Regions from separate parts of the Drosophila melanogaster genome. Here regions 1 and 3 are each linked to region 2. The links are chromatin contacts, called in public Hi-C and HiChIP or PLAC-seq maps. All regions are on one chromosome and are shown on one strand. The core of a region is the stretch at or near the end of the contact, and the rest is flanking DNA. Distances in the headings are between cores, read along the strand shown. Region 1 holds the start of Nup205 (Nucleoporin 205kD). Region 2 holds the start of GstT3 (Glutathione S transferase T3). Region 3 holds the start of lncRNA:CR44885 (long non-coding RNA:CR44885).

Region 1 (3,745 bases), core at 790-3,289, 620 kb after region 2:
CGGATATCATCTTGAGGTAGGCCTTGAACAGCGTCTGTGGCAGCAGGTCGCTGGCCAAGCTAATGAACTTGAACAGCGACACCGAGCGCGAGGTGTTCTTGAATGCCGTAGAGCCGTTGGGATCGCCGGGGCCCCAGTACTCGTTGCACAGCCTGATGGTGACGCGCGGATCGCCGTGCATCTTGGCCACGCACAGCATGAGCAGCTCAAAGTTGGAGTCCAAGTTGGGCGGCGGTTCCAGACCCTCGTTTAGGAAGCTGATGATCGTGTGTGACGACTCGTCTGCTCGGCCGCGCAGCTCCGACACCTTGGAGTTCATGAAGTCGATGAAGTCCGTGATGAGCAGATGGACGCGGCGGTAGAAGAACTGCGTGCTGTCAGCACAAATGATGATTAGCTTGCGAATCGGCAATTGACACTTCAGTTGTCAGTACTCACCTATAGACCAGATCCTTCTCGAGCAGCAAGCTGTGGAAGAAGACGAATACCTGCGCTCCCAGTGCCTCGTCGATGAGCATCTCATCGCGATTGATGATCGAGATGGCGGTGGCCTGAAGCTGCAAAGGTGCATGCCGCAGGCTGGCCAGCGTTAGTCCGAAGCTGTAGGCAATGATGGCATTCAGGCGCGGTGCTTGCCAGCTGCTCTGCGCGTACAGCTCCTCCAGGAAGCACTCGGCGAACTCGCGATCGCTGAAGATCGGAAGTCGGGTTGTGTGCTCATTGGGTTCCTCGGTGACCAGCAGCATGGAGGTATCGTACGCATACAGCAGAGCCATCAGCATGATCAGGGTCACGTCGTCCATGTTGCCGCCCGCGTCGTGGTTCTTTCGGTTGGCCAATTGGTGCATCAGCCGAATGGCAATGTGTCGCGGCAGGCCGCGTTGTGCCGACCAATTGAACAGGGCCATTGCCAATGCCTGTTGAATGTCCTCGTATAGGCCGAGCACCTGGTTCTGATGCTTCTTGGAGCCAAACGCGCGGTTTGTGGTCAGCATAGCGCACTGCGAACGTTGGACAACAAATGAATAACAATTTGCGAAGGAAGATATGCAATTTCAGAGAATTTCAGAAACAGGCGCATACAAACCCACCTCCTTGTCGACATCCATCTCCTCGAGCAGCTGCAGCAGGCGTCCCAGTATCCCAGAGCCGTCGACAAGGCTCTCGGCATAGTTAGTGACCAGACCGGTGATCTGCGTGCGTAGAACGATAATCAGGGTCAGTGAATCTCTCTTTCAGCGGCACTGCGATGCCTGCGATGTCGAAATCTCGAAACTTACCTCCTTGGGCAGTTCGGTGTTCCACGAGACGCCGCTAACCACCTGGAACATGTCGCGAAGCGTGCAGCTGATGGCCTTTCGTCCATCGTAGTAGAGCAGCACCGCGACAAGGCCTCTGGACAGGCCGGGATGATGCTTCTGCTGGCGCTGTGCGGTGCACAGCAGCTCCACGGCGAAACCCTCGTCCAGATCGAACATGTCGGACAGAATGACCGCCTCGTCGGCCAGGTCCTGTGACATCTTTGTCTTTCGCGAATGCCCCTGCATCGGGACGCCTTCGTTGAGGGCATTTCGTAGGAGATTGCGGCTCTTCTCGCTTCTCGGCTGCCGACATTTTCAATAATGGATTATCAATAATTAGTTAAATCTACGGATCTGCAAGCGCTTGTTTTGCTATACCCACCGGATTGCGCAGCAAGTTGCTGAAGTTGTGCTTGTACTTCTTGAGGCACTGCTCCAGATCCGAGGTGAAGCCACTGCGATTGGACACCGCGGTCTGAAAAGTGTTGTACAAATGCTTGTACGGCGTCCACATGTCCTCGATTACAGCTGTGGACGCATGGGTGGCATTAGTGATTTGGCGACCCACGCACATCTGCTCGTTGGCCAGGCACTCACCATCCATTTCACTTGGTTTTGCGGTTCGCTCAGTTCACGCAGTTCTTGCTGATTCGCAGTTATTGACTATAAAACGCGGCAAGATTGCTTCGCTTTGCGACAAGGCGCCGGTTACCAGGGCTGGGTGCTGCAAATACTGGAAAACACAGATGTTCACCACCGTACGAACTCACCACGCTCGTACGCGCTTCGGTGCTTGTGCCCGCTAACTGCGGTTGCTGCGCTGGCTAAACGGTTGATTCGAACCAAGTCAATCGGAAAATCGATGCTTATCGAACGATAATCGAGGCGCTGCATCGGTGCGTTGTCGCACCACTAACTAACACAACTTCAGTGCGGCGCGGGCGGGGCGTTTTCGTGAAAATCTACGCACGGACTTTTCGTAGTTACCCGATAGTAGCATCCATTTGTTTTGTTCCGATTCGCGTTTTTTTTTTTTTCTGTTCTCCGCCACTTGATTTGGCCAGCGAACGCACTGCCCAAGTGGTGTCCTGTTCGCATTGTGAGTGAATCACCGATGGCCGCGGGCAGGCTGAACTGCACCATAGTGGGATGCTGGTTCTGGCTGTCGATGCAAGTGGATGTGGAAGTGGATGTAGAAGTGTAAATGCAAATGCAATCGGCGCAGTTCGGCTGCAATAAATGCCAAAAGGGATACTAACTGCCAAAGCCAGTGCAATTGGAAGGAAAATTCAAATTTCATTGGGAATTATTCGAATTGGAATTGAATTTGTAACTGGAGTTGGAGTTCAGAGTACTTGGTACTGGGTGTGCGAGAGCGACAGAGAGGAAGAGAGGCAGTGCAAGTGTGTGGGGGTAGCAGTCACACAGGCACACACGAACATACTCACAACTCCAGTGCATAAAACTCCAAACTGCGTTCGCCTCTCTCTTTTCGTTTCGCTTGCTCTCTCCCCTACGTTCGCCCACGCAACGCCTGGCGAGCGAGAGAGAGAGCGGTATAGAAGAGCAAGGGAGCCAGAGCGAGAGAGCAAGGAAGTGGTTTTTCCACCGAAAATATGGACAAAGGCAAACTGCAGAGTTAGCTGAAAATAAAAAAAAATAAAAAAAAGGAACAAGACACAAACAGTGACTGAAATAGCGGTTAACAGCGCTCCCTTACGGCGAATCGTTGAAATTCAAGACGGAGAGCTATCGCATTTCTTCAATTATGTCTGTTTCGCTTTTCATTCCGCTGCAGTAAGCGATCGCGCGAAGGAGCAGCAATACAGAGAGCGAGATTTGGAGAGAGAGAGAGAGAGATAGAGAGTGCGCTCCCAATTGACGACTCCACTCCACTCCCACACACACTTAACCCCGCCCCCTCGCACCCGTAATTACTATGGATTGTGGTGGTATTGCGGCACATCAGCAACAACAACTACAACAGCAACAACTGCACTTACTCCAGCAACAGCTACAACAACAACACCACCAGCAGCAGCGGCAACAACAACAGCACAGCCTCGAGGAAGCAGCAACAATAACAAATGTAAGTATCTCCCAAGTTTCTCCAAATGTGTGTGTGCGTTTGTGTTGCTCGACCATTTCCTCTGTACTTCATAATTCGCTCCCACACACAAAAAAAAAAGAAGTCATAGGACAGAGTACACAGGAAGAAACTGAACTATACCTTTAAAGTACAGCTTCTTCAAATTATAGTAAGAACGGTGCAAATGGTAGACTCACATATGGTTGGTAATTGTATTAACTATAATTCTCTATTAGTGTTTTTTTTTTCGAGTGTATTCAGTATACTTTACTCCTTGGCTATGAAAATAACCTAGTTATGCAGTGCTAGGTGATCAAAAGACTTCAAATTCGGTACTCCAAAGTTGAGACTGCCC
Region 2 (3,930 bases), core at 861-3,360:
CCCTGATCTTGGGGTACTTGATCCTGACATCGTAGTCGGCCATTCCTGGATTGCATGAGTGAATAATAAGAAACCTGTAATTATCTCAAACTGAAAGTATGCTCACGTGTCTGTTCGATTTCACAGGCTGCAAAGATGTCCGCAACGGTGAGGGAGGATCCGGTGAGGAAGTCCTTGCCCTCCAGCCAGACCTCCTCGACTACGTCGAGGTTGCGCTCCATCTGCATGCGGAACGTCTCGATTTTGGCTTCGGAGGGTGTGCGTCCTGTCAGAAGCGGCTCCAGCCACACGGTGCGGAAGTACATGGCGCAGGTGAGCCGCAGGGACATGTGCTGCCATTCGAGGAACTCGTCGACGCGGCTCTGGTCAACGAAGTACTTGGGATAGAGGTGCTCCGGTATCTTGCCCTTGGCGCTCAAATAGCGCAGGATGGCCACGCTCTCCGCTAGCTTGTAGCCATTGTCGTGGATGCAGGGCACACGCTGGAAGCGGTTAATCTCCTTCTTGAAGTCTTCGGTCAAGTGCTCGCCTGTGGGGCAAAGACCGTAGTCGAGATTAGATTGCACCCATAAATGGTGGTGGCGGTGGCAGTGGCGGGTGGAGCCATACAAAAAAAAAAGCACAGATGTTACCAAAACTATTAAACTAACAGTTGTATCAACGTAACGCACTTATTCACAAACTAAATAATATTTTATGGATAAATCCTTTTATCAAGGTACAATTGTTAAATGTGGCTAAAGCGCAAAATGATTGTGTATTGATCAGTGAAAAAGACGTTACGTTCTGTACTTCGTTTGAGATACGTGAGGTATTGGCACTCCTGTCCACCACATGGACACACTTTGACCCGCACACCGGTTACCCTTACCATTGCGCAGGGCAACCACGCAGTCTTCGAAGGGCATGTTGCTCAGCCGGAAGATAATGAACAACGCCCTCGAGGGCTGCGACATCAGGTCATAGTAGTAGCGAATGGGAGCGGACATCCTCAGGTTGGTTGGCTGTCTGGAGGGAACTGCAAAGAGAAGGTGCTTGCAGTGGTTAGAGGAGGCTTCAAAACAAATAAATGGGCGCCGGTCCAAAGATCACCGAAGAATCTCCACGGAAAGCCGCATAGCAGCACTACACCCAACACACCCCTGAACTCACCACAAACACGGTCGGTGGGCAACTGCAGCTATTCCACTGAGCCAACAACTTGGATCGAATCTAAATCAGCTGGCGGCGGGGCAAGAAGTCGTACGTAGTGAAGTGGTGAATTGTGGGGAGAGCGAGCTTTACGTAGTGGATTTCATCAACGAAAAGCTCTGCGCGCTCAGTAGTGATACGCGTTAGTGCGAAAATCAAGTAACGGACTTATAAACAATTAAGAAAAAAAATATTTCTGACTTAATATTTATTATTTATCTAAAAGTTTTTTAGATCACTGCCTGGCCAAAGAAATCGGATTAGATATTTAGTTTTAGATATCGTGTGATTTTTAGATATTTAGATATTTTAGATATCGTGTGATATGTTGGGAGTAAGCACTTCATTTTTTAAATAAACAAATGAAAGTTTCCAAGAGAGTTTATCAGATTTATAAACTTCTCCCGTCCTTCATTATGTTCTTTTTTTTAGCATAGAATAGAACTAGAATAATTCGAGTTCCTTACACTTACTAAACTTACAACTTTGTCTACTGCTTTTAAAATATATATTTATAAAGAAGAAATTAATTAATTATCACAATTAAATTAAATTTACTTTACTCTTATAATTCAACTTTCAAAACATTGATTTTAAACTAACCTCTACGTTTGAGCACCTCATCAAAGGCCACCTGCAGCTGATCCTCGTCATTGCTGAGTCCCAGTAAACTGGCCAAAAACGACACCGACATGACGAGATCCGAACTCCACTGAATTAAGCCAGTGAATGAACTGGATGATGCAGCTGCTCCAACTTATATACTCTAGGTCGTGGATGCGTAGAAAATGTGAATGCGAATGCGACTGGGAGTCGAATAAACAAAAATTAAAGAGAATAGGCGCAAGGTATTAGAAACCCTCGAGATAAGGCGGCGTAGTTCCCTCGTTGCACCAGCTACACTGCAAATCGAAAAACGAATTATTGTGAATATTGAGTAGGTGCTACCCTCTGATAATATTGCGAAAGATATAGGAAAGAGAGAATTCCATAATGCAATAATTAAATAATTAAAAATTCCAGTGCAACTGCGCTTCATACATCCGCCGGCCAATCGGAAATATGTATATTGTAGAGTAAATAATCAATCTATCTAATAGTTCTGAGCCATTGGCAACGGCGGAAGGCCAGGAATAGAAACTCCCCAGGGAAGGTCCGTCTTATCGCTCGATAAGGAGAGATTGTTTACCCCATTGCCAGTTCTGTGGCAACAGGTGCACCATTCACCTGAACAGCTGATGGATCGGGATTTATTTATCTGCATATATCTCGAAATAGCCATCCGCCACGCAAACTTCGTTTTCGATTAGGTATATATCGTATGTGTATTTATTAATTCCGATTCAAACATACCGACGTCTTTTGCTTTGTACTTGTATACATTTTAACTATATATATGTATATATATATATTCATATACAATTTGCGTGGGCGTGTATATATACACAGACGTATGTATGTATATACACACACGTATATATGTGGTTTTTTTTTTTTTAATTGAGATAAAGTGGAGCCAAGGTGTCATCCACCTCCTCTTTGGCCGGGAAAAGGTACATTTACAAAGAGTATAAATTAGGGTATAAAGATAATCCACAACATTTATACTCGGTGTAGAGAGAGAGATCACACAGTGGGGGAAATAGTTATTCGTACGCTTTGTAAATATACGTATATAAAAATAAAATACAATTAAATAAAACTGGGAACTTGATTTGGCTTGGCTTGGCAGCGCATAATATATGTAGATATAGTAGACACATAAGATCGGACGATATGCCGCCCATATATGTACATACAGATACATATGTATGTATATATGGTAGTTTAGGTGTACTTGACTTATTGTTGACTTGATTGTTACACACAATTGGATATTTTTCGCTGGTACTGAGTTTACTTTGCAACGAATTGTAATTTATAATTTGATGCATGCGTTTTTTTGTGTGATGTGCGATTGCAAATACAGCCCCTTTAAAATATTATTAGGCTTTTTTTCTTTTTTTTTTTGTTGCAAATTTTTCTGGTCAGTGTCATAATATAAGAACTTGAAATTTTGATAATATACATACAATAGAGCGTTGAAGACATAGACATCTAACCAACCACTCAGTCCAACGTTTTCTAATACTTAATATTGAAAGTTTCAAGTTAGGTAAAATGTATATTTTCCTTCAATTCAATTTTTTTGTTGTGTATATTGATAAACTAGGGCGAACCTTTGATATAACGTGATAAATACATTGCACCCTCCTGATTTTCTCTACATAATAAAACATACTATATGTACATATGTACTATATGTTTTTCGCGTATGTATACCAATGCACTGAAAACAAATTGTTCGAGTGCAAAGTGTGAGTAACAGATGTCTATACAGTTGTATAAGGTTTTAGATTTCATATATGATTTCATTCTTTTAATCAGAGTCTTATGCATTTGCTGCCCCTGTTTTCTGGTTTCCTTTACTTTGGGGATATGCTTGAGGAGTTTGGGAAGAACTTACTAGACCTACTATGGTTAAGTTACCATTAGGATTACAGTTACAGGATTAGTGGTTCAGGTTCAGTGGTTTCTGGTCGCATACAAATCTAATTTGAATACTTTATAGCGAAGACATCGATCGACACATACTTATTACTTATTGTTTGTTTGTTAGTCTGCGTTTTCATAGTGCGTTTCTGTGTTATTTGGCAAACGAAATTTGACTGAACTACTGAATCTAGATTCTATAATAAC
Region 3 (3,717 bases), core at 1,107-3,606, 680 kb after region 2:
ATTTGGTTCGCGGGGGGATGGTCATGTGGGCGAAAATGCGGAGACGGTCATGCCGCACGGTGGGGAAATACAGTTAAATTTCGGGAGTCCATGTGAAATTAAATGTATCAAGCTGCACTGAAAGAAATAGGTATGACCAAAATAAATGTCTATCCAGTATTACTATTATTTGATACTTTTTATAGTAATATTTCATTTCATTGTACATTAGTAGTGACAACCATTTTAATTTAGGTCAATCCAAAAATATATAAAATTCGCGGCCTTGCAGCTGTATCTTTTCAAATAATAAATAAAATAAAATAACAAAATAAAGTATTTGTAGTTCATTGAGCATTATTTTTAAATTGTTTTAAATGGAATTTAGCCATTTACAATGTACTTTACAAGCGAATATCTAGTATACATTAAAATCCTGGCCAAAAAGTGTTGCCTACCTAAGAGGGCTCTTCAGATTGCTAACGATAAGTATTTGCAAACAGCTCATATGGTCATGCAAAAATCATGTTTAATATTTTCAACTTTTTTGGCGCCACATTAACATTAAAACTCCACTCGAGATGAAATTATACTACGAGTAGATATCATAATATATTCCTTGCAATGTATGTACATATGTACATATGTGTGTGTCTGCGTTTGTGTGTGTGTATGCTTTTCATTATGTGGAAGCCTTAAATATTAATAACAGTTGCGATTTTAAATGATTAAAACTCGGCGCATGTGTGAGTAAGCCTGCTCCTGCGTTTGTGTTTGTGTGTGTGCGTGTGTGTGCGGAACAGAAGGTACAGTTGGCCACAGGAAATGCCAGCCAAGCTGTGACCCTTCCACATCCACATCCATTTCCCACCTTCCCACCATCCCCAACATTTTACCCACACTTTTCCCCCCCATAAAGCCAACTGCCCACGCCAATGGAGCTGCGTTTACCCAATTTCCGGTGTCACTTTGCCTTGTCGCACTATGTGGCAACTCTACGACTTTGTGACATTAATTAATAAATGAAAAAAGGTAGTTAAGATAAGAACAAAAAGCTATAATAAAAGATATATATACATATATTCCCACTTTCAATACAATCATCCGTTAGATTCAAATAGTATAATTCGTATACTCTTACTTTTAGTAGTAAAAATTGTAAGTTAACATTACACAGAAATAAATGTCTCGTAAAACAACCAATTCATTAAATTGAACCAAAATTTGGATCTACAAATAAGCATTTTACAGTGCTACACAACTGAAATGTACGTTTTGAGTAAGAGCGCCTTTTTGTAATAGTACAATCAGCATAACCCTCTAATTATCGGTATGCCGCACTAGAAGATTTATTTGTGTTTTCAATACATTGTGGATAAAATTAGATTAAGATTATCCCCTTTCACACCCTGTACGTAAATCACTGTTACCCTTTCTCTATATTTGTATAATCTAGTTTGATAATAATGAAATGGACACAGGGCACACTACTGTTACTTCGCATAGTTTTTCTGCGAGTGTAGCCTCTGCCTCAGCCGACGGCTCTGCCGCCGCGATGTTTTCTTCTCTGCTCATTTCGCTGTTCGTGTTCCATTGCCATTTTACTGCACTTCCCATTCGTATGCGTTAGTATGCGTGTGTGTGAGCTGCATTGTTTGCATTTCAAATTGAATTCCTTTACATTTTCAACTCCTTTTCGTGTCGCTCTCCCTCTCTCTCCCTTTCTCTTCCTTTGCCACTGCTTAAAAATATGCGATGGCATTTGGTTGTTGGTGCGTTCTGCATCTGCTGTTTTTTCTCTCATTGTTGTTTGGCTGTTGTTATTGTTTTTGTTGGCCAGCAAGCATTTTTCAATTATGATCGAGCAGTATTTGTCGCTCGTTTTGTTGTTTTGGTTTGGCTTAGTTGCCCATTGTGTTTTTCCATCGGCGTTCGTATCTGTATCTGTATGTGAATTTGTGTACTTAGTTTTTGTGATGGTTTTCTCGCATTTCACCCTGTTTTAAGAGGCTCTACGATCATTATTTTGCTTGCCGGCTGTTCGGCTCTTCCGTTTCTTCTTCTCCCATCGATCTTCTCTTTCTTCCCACCACCCATTCCCATCCCAATCCATCTATCACTATCACTCTCTTCTTCGCGTTTCTGCTGCTTCGTCTTCTTCTTCTTTTGGCGCGAGTAATTGAAATCGTAACTGGCAAAAATAAAAATCTTTGAGATATGCAAATGAGAACTGAAACTCAAGGCGCTGATGAGGAAGAAGCAGAGCACGATGAAGAGAGCGCTGTGAAAGATGATGAAGAAGAAGAAGAAGTGTTGGGCAAACAAGCGGAGATTGGGAAGAGAAAACGAAAGAAAACGCCAGGGACGAAAGAGAGTAAGATATAGATATTGTGCAAACGAAAACAGCCGACAAGCAAACAAGGCAACAAACGCAGCAACAACAACAGAAAGAAAAACAACAACAATGGCCCACCACAGCGATCCGCACAAAGTATTAATAATAATATGAATAATAGTAATAATAATGATCATATCTGGATGTATAGATGTACATAAATTGGTAAAGATGCGCCGATCAAAATCAACATATGTACATACTTTTTCCATTGGCAGATACAAGATTAAAAGATTGTATTTAATTTGCTTACAAGTTACATATTGTATATAAAAATGTGTTATGATATACTCATGTACCGGGTACAAAAATCGTATTACTTGAAAATATCTTTAAAATCAACCCTATAAAGTCGACAATATTCAACGCGAATGTTTTTATAGGATCGTATGTACATACATATGTACATATGCATGTATGTACATATACTTATGTACGTACATACATATGTACACAGGTATGTGGTACAATCCTTGAGTTTTTTACTATTAATTGGATTTTTTTTTCAAGAATCTACATACATATACATACTTTTAGAAAGTTTAGAAGGTTTATTTTCACAGTTTTATAGAGGAGATCTATAAAACTAAGATACCCACTTTTAGAGTATAGAAAGAAAAGTGAGCAATTTCTGCTGTGTAATTCATAATTACCGTGTGAAGAGTAAATACTAGATAATAGCATGCGTTTACATAGAAATCTACACAAGTACATATGCAAGTATATAAACAAATAAGTCTTCATGTACATACATATGTCAACAAATTTGAAAGTTGTGGTAAAATCCTCTCTATTTGATTTTAAACATACACTTACATTTAATTGATCAACTTTGCTTGCAGGATTCAATAATGAAACAGTGATGGCATAAACAAAGCTAATGTTTTATTTTAATTTAATTCAAAAACATATTGTTACTGCACACGACAGTGGTGAGTTACAGCATTGAAATCCTGCATACACGTCGCTAGATTGCATTATTGAGAATTCAAAGTTACAGGTGTAAGTTGCCCATCGTCCCGCGCAATTAAGAGAAAAGAGGGAAAAAAGTGACGGCGCTGGGACGGACATCTGTACCTGCTCAATTAAAAAGTCATTAACTGCGGCACACAAGTTGCACGCAGAGGAACCAAAAACCCGACCCGAGCGATAGAAGGACTGTGATTGACACCAGCACGCAAGATCCACCCTCCCTTCTCCGGCCGTCTGTCTATCTGTCCGTTCGTCTGTCCGTTCGTCTGTCCATTCGTCCGTCCGTATAAATCTGCCGATATAGCAGAGACATATCGATGCACGCACCTTGCAATTACCCGGTTGGATATCGAGGATCGAGATCCGAGTAT

What was found. A called contact is a pair of places that touch in the nucleus more often than the background predicts. HiChIP or PLAC-seq counts read pairs in DNA pulled down with a chosen protein or histone mark.
Region 1: a contact with region 2 is called in a Hi-C map of the OSC cell line, with 4 times the contacts expected there. The contact joins the promoter of Nup205 here to the promoter of GstT3 in region 2. A contact is called at or near these places in 12 of 107 Hi-C or Micro-C datasets (the D17-c3 cell line, the Kc167 cell line, the OSC cell line and 5 more) and 1 of 6 datasets of contacts at active chromatin or transcription factors (the Kc167 cell line).
Region 3: a Psq HiChIP or PLAC-seq map of the Kc167 cell line shows a contact between it and region 2, with 4 times the contacts expected there. The contact joins the promoter of lncRNA:CR44885 here to the promoter of GstT3 in region 2. A contact is called at or near these places in 1 of 107 Hi-C or Micro-C datasets (the S2 cell line) and 1 of 6 datasets of contacts at active chromatin or transcription factors (the Kc167 cell line).

Annotation. Positions count from the first base shown.
Region 1 is chrX:19,850,508-19,854,252 of dm6, reverse strand. Nup205 (Nucleoporin 205kD) reads right to left here and starts at 2,039. Exons shown (of 10, transcript NM_167687.3): 1 at 1,684-2,039; 2 at 1,281-1,604; 3 at 1,092-1,193; 4 at 439-1,001; 5 at 1-374. The coding sequence starts at 1,905. pico (pico,) reads left to right here and starts at 2,194. Exons shown (of 4, transcript NM_134519.3): 1 at 2,194-3,390. The coding sequence starts at 3,241.
Region 2 is chrX:20,465,635-20,469,564 of dm6, reverse strand. It overlaps GstT3 (Glutathione S transferase T3), which reads right to left and starts at 2,110. Exons shown (of 5, transcript NM_001298566.1): 1 at 1,795-2,110; 2 at 1,153-1,358; 3 at 872-1,018; 4 at 107-529; 5 at 1-45. The coding sequence starts at 989. tbc (trabuco) reads right to left here. Exons shown (of 9, transcript NM_001298565.1): 9 at 2,500-3,930.
Region 3 is chrX:19,786,795-19,790,511 of dm6, reverse strand. It overlaps lncRNA:CR44885 (long non-coding RNA:CR44885), which reads left to right and starts at 2,356. Exons shown (of 3, transcript NR_123962.1): 1 at 2,356-2,470; 2 at 3,217-3,306; 3 at 3,369-3,717.